2 separate regions of the Pan troglodytes genome follow, and region 2 is linked to region 1. A link is a contact called in public Hi-C data. All regions are on one chromosome and are shown on one strand. The core of a region is the stretch at or near the end of the contact, and the rest is flanking DNA. Distances in the headings are between cores, read along the strand shown. Region 1 overlaps WRNIP1 (WRN helicase interacting protein 1). Region 2 holds the start of SERPINB1 (serpin family B member 1).

Evidence for each region. A called contact is a pair of places that touch in the nucleus more often than the background predicts.
Region 2: a Hi-C map of induced pluripotent stem cells shows a contact between it and region 1, with 1.6 times the contacts expected there. The contact joins the promoter of SERPINB1 here to the enhancer-like site in region 1. A contact is called at or near these places in 3 of 7 Hi-C or Micro-C datasets (blood, induced pluripotent stem cells and stem cell-derived neural progenitor cells).

Annotation. Positions count from the first base shown.
Region 1 is chr5:8,735,320-8,738,676 of NHGRI_mPanTro3-v2.0_pri, reverse strand. It overlaps WRNIP1 (WRN helicase interacting protein 1), which reads right to left. Exons shown (of 6, transcript XM_016954808.3): 6 at 700-1,315. The coding sequence ends at 1,278. Among named protein-coding and RNA genes, the nearest start is that of WRNIP1, 25 kb to the right of the region's middle. Within about 2 kb of position 1,491, at least 6 of the 24 cell types and tissues checked have an H3K27ac peak or open chromatin away from gene starts, as enhancers often do. A contact at or near this core is called in induced pluripotent stem cells, where this site is marked.
Region 2 is chr5:8,786,109-8,789,465 of NHGRI_mPanTro3-v2.0_pri, reverse strand. It overlaps SERPINB1 (serpin family B member 1), which reads left to right and starts at 1,487. Exons shown (of 7, transcript XM_003311015.7): 1 at 1,487-1,730; 2 at 2,961-3,136. The coding sequence starts at 2,969.

The DNA of each region.
Region 1 (3,357 bases), core at 242-2,741:
CCTGTAATCCCAGCACTTTGGGAGGCTGAGGTGGGTGGATCACCTGAGGTCAGGAGTTCGAGACCAGCCTGACCAACATGGTGAAACCCTGTCTCTACTAAAAATACAAAAATGAGCTGGGCATGGTGGCAGGTGCCTGTAATTCCAGCTACTCGGGAGGCTGAGGCAGGAGAACTGCTTGAATCCGGGAGGCAGAGGTTGCAGTGAGCCGAGATTGCACCACTGCACTCTAGCCTGGGCGACAGAGTGAGACTCCATCTCAAAAATAAAATAAAATATAATAAATAAATCCAGCTACTAGGTGTCTCGTGTGTCCTACCCTCTGTGGATGGCACGGCTGGTGGGGTGCAGCACAGGAAGGGTGCAGCTCCCTGGTGGTGGCTCCAACTCAACCATGAAAAGTCACACGCTAAGAGACTAATTCTGCATGTAAGAAATCATGTGAGGGGGTGAGAAACAGCAAGCTATAAACAGATGGTGTAGTCACACACACACACACACACACACACACACACACTCATTGGAAAAAATTCCCAAAGGACATACACTAAAATGTTTACAGTGGTTATCACTGAGAAAAAATATTAAATATTAAGGTTGATTTTTACTTTTATCTGCTTTTTTTTTTTTTTTGCATCTGCTCCTGTACCTATGTGCAATGATCATGTATTACTTTTGCAATCAGACAAATACATAAGCTGTACTTTAAAACTGTTTATTTATCTACCAGGTTAATGACAAATACTGAAACTCAGTCTTGGCCTGAACCTGGTGACCTGGAGCTGGTGGAAGGCCTGGTGAGAGACAGCTCAGACACTGGCTCACTCTCTCCTGGCTGAAGCCTGACTCCTGGTGGACAGAAACATCAGCGACAGACTTCTATTTTCAAACGTCTACATACACATCTTAGGGAAAGTTTATTTACCCCCTCATTTTGTCATTCAACAAATATGTACTGGTCACATTCTACATGCCAAGCATGATGGGAATGTAAAAATAAATTTGAGATGACGTCTTTGAGGAAAACGGCTTCTCTCTACTTTCGTTCGCATTTTCTTGTGTTTCAATAGTAGGGTATAGTGTGGTCGTTTTCTTCATGTAAGTCCTACTCCTCAGTTACAATTCAGTTTCTTTCCAGGTTGCTACTGAGAATGGAATATTCTTCTTGGTGTCTTTTCTGATTACAGTAGTGGCCCGGAAGCTATGGATTTTCATGGGTTGTTTCCATGTGGCCACTTTACTGGACTGTTAGCTGTTCGGACTCTTCTTCTTGGCTCTCAAGGTATACAATCACACAGAAAGAATTTTGTTTCTCCTGAAATAGAGCAGTAGTAGTTCTCATTTCAGAGATCTGTGCACACTGGGTATTCTCCACTCTTCTCGCCTGGCTTTTTAACCAGGGAAACTTCTGGTTGGTCCTGCTAGTGGGAGGGACTGGCAGGAGATGAGGGCAAGAGAGAGAGGATTCAGACCATGCATTTCCTCCTCCTACCCCCAGGTTCCCTACTCAAGAGGTGCAGCAGCTGCTGAGTTCTTTGCCTCCACTCAGGGCCGCAGTTCCTGTCTGAAGGCTGCCGGCCACCTCCTGCTCTCCCAGGGCTCCCTGCCTGCTCCCACCCCTTGCCTCTCAGGCCTTGCCAGGGAATTGCTTCTCACCTTGTGTTGGTCCCCTGAACCTCTCCTATACCTTTCTAATACTTGTGATCCCTGATTAAAAGTTTCTCAGTGGCCTGAGGGGATCATCTGCATCCTCCCCGGAGCCTGACTGGCTTTAGAGCTTCAAAACATTTAGTTTTAAATGATTGGTTTTTATGAAGATTTGTTAACTCTATTAAAAATATTTACTTCTGCTTGGTTTCTGCTTAAGTTATAAATGCCTTTGTGGGCTCAAACTGCCTGGAACTGCATCTATGAATGTGTAGTAGTGCTTTCAAACTGTAGTCGCTACACAAAGGTTAATTCATCAAAAAGTAACATATCCACGGCATTTATATGAAAGTATAGGAAATTCATCCTTTCTAATATAACATCAGTATCAAAAGGCCGGTTCTCTCATTTGGAATTAATTGATAACATTGTCCAGGTTTGATGACTTGTATCTGGAAAAGATGAGTTAACATCCATTCTTGTTGTAACAATTGGAACAAATCTCTGCAAGTCACTATTCTTACTGTTCTTAAACTCAGGTTTGGCTGTACGAGGGTGAACAAAACTACCAAATACACTTGGAACATAAGGAACAAATTGTGTTTGGTGGTTATGTTGCTTTTTCAGAATCAGTACATAACTTGTGATATTTATTTATTTACTTATTTATTATTATTTTTTAAGATGGAGTCTCACTCTGTCACTTAGCCTGGAGTGCAGTGGCGCGATCTCGGCTCACTGCAACCTCCACCTCCCAGGTTCAAGCGATTCTCCTGCCTCAGGCTCCTGAGTAGCTGAGATTACAGGTGTGCGCCACCACACCCAGCCAATTTTTATATACTTAATAGAGACGGCGTTTCACCATGTTGCCCAGGCTGGTCTCAAACTCCTGATCTCAAGTGACCTGCCCACCTCAGCCTCCCAAAGTGCTGGGATTACAGGTGTGTGCCACCGCACCTGGCCCGTAACTTGTGGTATTTAAATGGCATCATATGGAAGGGCTGCCCCCAATTGTTGAATACTACTGTAAACAGGCAAGAGATGTGCCTCCCTCACCAGAAACTCTGACTCACTGCGTTAGTTTTTCCCAGGGTTTAGCTAATGGTGTAAATTTTCAGTCATGCTCACTGCGGTATGTGAGAGGTATTCATTCAGGCAGTGAATATCTGCTTTAAAAACTTTAAAAATCTGCTTTCACATAATAAGATTCTTTGAAACCAAAAAACAAGCATTTGCAAACTTTCAAGCTTGATTTTACGATTACAGAAAGTTGGCTGCTCAGCGCCCCGCTGCTGGATACAGCAGGAAGTGTGCTGCAGGCTCTCCCCGGCACCGCGTGCTCCAGCACAGGCCCCGTGTCCACGTTACACACTGTGTTCAGGGCCGCATGTCTAATAGGATGATGGATCTCAAAAAGCCCTCATCACTTATTTGTTGGCTTGAGTTACGATGCTCACATATCGTCCTGGCATAAATTCACACCTGTGCCTTGACCACCACTGGGATCCGTCCCTTGGGAAACTGGCAGGAGTGAGTCATGACGGAAAAGCTTGTTGAGGAGTTAATGTCACCTCCAGTTACATCACAAGCACACTTCTTATTTGGAAGTAACTCCATCCCCCAACAAAATTTTTTGTTTTTGTTTTTGAGACGGAGCCTCGCTCTGTCGCCCAGGCTGGAGTGCAGTCGTGCGATCTCAGCTCGCTGCAA
Region 2 (3,357 bases), core at 238-2,737, 51 kb before region 1:
TGAGGTTACTGGTGCTGGATTCTCATCCCTGTCCCAGAGTGCCAGGACCCTGAGGGCAGAATAGTTTTAAGGGAGGACTCAGGACACCATGGAACCTTGGGGCTTGCTGCCTAGGGCTGCCTCAAGTCTCTGCCCCCCCACCCCCCACATTCTGGTGCAGCACTCTTTGGCCACCATCCCAGGTGTGGCTTATGCAGGCCCTTGTCAGGCCACCCTTCCTGTAAGCCTTGGCAGAGTCCACGTGATGCTAACTCTGCAGGTGCACAGAGTGCACGAACTGTGGAGACACAGCCACCTCCACCTAGATTTTGAAGGATGTGTTGGGGACCCTGGGGGCCCAGTCTGAGAATTGTCACTGAGGTGAGGCTGCTGCAGAAAACCCTCACTAGGGCAATGTTTAGTCGAGCAGTGGGATTGGGGCCACTGCAGAGAGCCCCAACTAGAGTAATATCTAGTGGAGCTGTGGGAACAGGGCTGTCCCTGAGAACCCAGAACTGTCCAGCCACCAGCATGCAAGTCTATCCTGGGAGAGCCTAGACCTCAACCTGTGAGAGCTGCTGCATGTGTTGCACCTGGCAAATCCATGGGAGTGGATCCCCTGGACCCTAGGGGACCCAGTCCCCACCCCCATGTGCTCGGAATGGGGGACACAGCATCAAAGAAGATTATTCTGAAGCCCCAAGATTTAATGCTGTTTGCCTTGTTGGGTTTGGACTTACTTGGGACCAGATACTCCTTTCTTCTTGCCTGCTTCTCCCTTTGGGAATGGGAATGTACGTCCTATGCCTGTCTCACCACTGTATTTTGAAGGCCTGTAACCTATTTGATTTCACGGGCTCATAGCTGGAGGGGAATTTCACTTAGGATGAATTGTACTTTGAATCTTATGCCTTTCTAATTTAGAAGATATTTAGGTGACACTTTGGACTTACATTTTAAAGTTGATACTGGAACTTTGGAGGCCACTGGGATACAATGCATGCATTTTGCATGTGAGAGGGGTATGAATTTGGAGGGCCGGGGCAGAATGCTATGCTTTGAATGTCTGTGTTCCCTGCAAAATTCATGCTGAAACAATCCTCAATGCAATACTAACAGGTGGTGCCTTTAGGAGGTGATTGGATTATGAGGGCACCTTCCTCATGAATGGGATTGGCCCCTTATACGAGAGACTTCACATGAGATTTGGCCCCTTTTGCCCTTCCACTTTCCACCATTGAGGACGCAGCAGCAAGCTGTCATCTTGGAAACACAGAGCAGGTGTTTGGAACTGGTTCTGTTTCATCTGATTCTGGGGGGCCCCTCTTTTTCCCTGTGCAAGATCCCCAAATTTGCTTCCTTCTCTCAAAGAAAGCTCCCAATATAGATGGGACTCAAAGGGAGTCATTTGCCCTCTAAGAGGTGTCACAATATGTCGTCTCAGTCATTCACACCTTAGTAAGAAAAAGCTTTTCAGGTCCTTGCCAGAGATTCGGGGAAAGGCTTTGAACTGAGAAAGGCGCCGCTCCCCTGAGGAGGGCGCTGCCCGGAAGCCACGCTCACTTCTGCTTGCACTTAGGCAACCTCGGGAGCTCGGACTCCTACGCAGTCACCGGGAAGGGCCGCCGCCCCGCCCGCGGCTGCTGGCCCGGGTGACACTTCCGCATGCTATAAGAGCAGCGGCCCTTGGTGCCTCCTTCCTGACCTCGCACCCAGCTCGGAGCCCGGAGCGTGCCTCGGCGGCCTATCGGGTAAGGCCGGGCCTCGGAGCGGTGGCGCGGGGGCGGGCTGCGGGGAGAGGCCAGGCTCCCTCGCTCAGCTTCCAGCCCAGCACCCACCACCCCCCAGGCTCAGGCCCATCAGACCCGCAGCTCCCTGCGCTCCGCCTCCCCGCCAGCTTCGCGCCCCCATCCCTTCCGGGCGCCCCGTCTGAGACAGAAGACCTCTGATCCCCCGCCCCCGCCTGGGTACAGGCCGGGCCAGCCTGCGAGGGAGGGAGGGAGGGAGGGAGGGAGGAAGGACGACAGATGCAGGCGGAAGGCAAGACTGAAACCTGAGATCAGAATGTTGTCCCTTCTCCCTGAATTCCCTTCCCCCCAGAGCTGTTTGTGACAGTTTCCAGGCAGCCCAGGGCCAAGCCGCGGCTCCTATCTGCAGCTGCAGGGAGAGAGAGGAGGAACCCCGTGCGATTCTAGAGACGATTTCACGACAAGGAGAAATCAGCTCTGTGCTTACATGCCGAGCAGCCAGCACAGTTCTTCTTTGCCTGTCCTCGGGGGAAATCAGGGCTCTGAGAGTGGAGATCGAGATGGGCTAGTGGGTGGCGGATGGGACGCTGCACCGCCAGACCCTGGACTGTGGTGGGTTTCCAAACTGGCACATCCTACACCGGCTCTGAGACTGTGGGCACTGGACCTCATACCTTTTGAACCTCAAAAATAAGGAAGAATTATATTATTATAATAATTACAGTGATACCTTTGCTGGAGTTTTAATGCATAGTAGGTAGCTGAGTCTCTGATAGAAGGCTCTTAGTTCAGGTGAAGGTAGGCAATGGATTCATTGCCCAATGAATCAGAGACTTGAATCAAAGGCTCAGAAGCACGTGCGCTCCCACACATAGGTTGGGAGGACCCAGGGCTGGGTGGATCCTCCCACCCCGCTAAAGCTGGGGTGGCTGGGGCCTGCCTGACCCCCACCCCACCCCCAGACTCACCTGTCTGCAAGGTCAGAGCCCTTTAGGGCACCCTGGGTGCCCTAAAATCCCCTGTAACTGCGGAGTCCTTGGCCAGAATAGTTCCACATTTGTGGGCCTGGGAAAGTGTTCTTGCCCTGCTGGAATAAAAAAGCGGGGAGAAAGTACAAGATCCAGGATGCCTCAGGGCGGTTGGCAGAAATTGAGGAAGCTTCTGGAGAAATAGTGCTGCCTAATCTGCTGGCGTGGGCAGTGGGCACCATGGGGACCCTGTTCTGTGTTGCAGTTTTCACCATGGAGCAGCTGAGCTCAGCAAACACCCGCTTCGCCTTGGACCTGTTCCTGGCGTTGAGTGAGAACAACCCGGCTGGAAACATCTTCATCTCTCCCTTCAGCATTTCATCTGCTATGGCCATGGTTTTTCTGGGGACCAGAGGTAACACGGCAGCACAGCTGTCCAAGGTCAGCAGAAACAAAAAAAGGGGTCTGCTTTCCTCCCATCTCCCTACGAATGGACAGTCTGCATGGAAAGGTTGTGCCTTTGAGCTCTTACCTTGTGTTTTCAGAACTGTATTTTTATGAGATCAGACTTTCAGAAAAGTCACACTTGTATGCAGGCTTTCATTCATCATCAGGTTTTTCCTAAGTACCTACCACGTACCAGGAACTGTTTTTCGTATTGC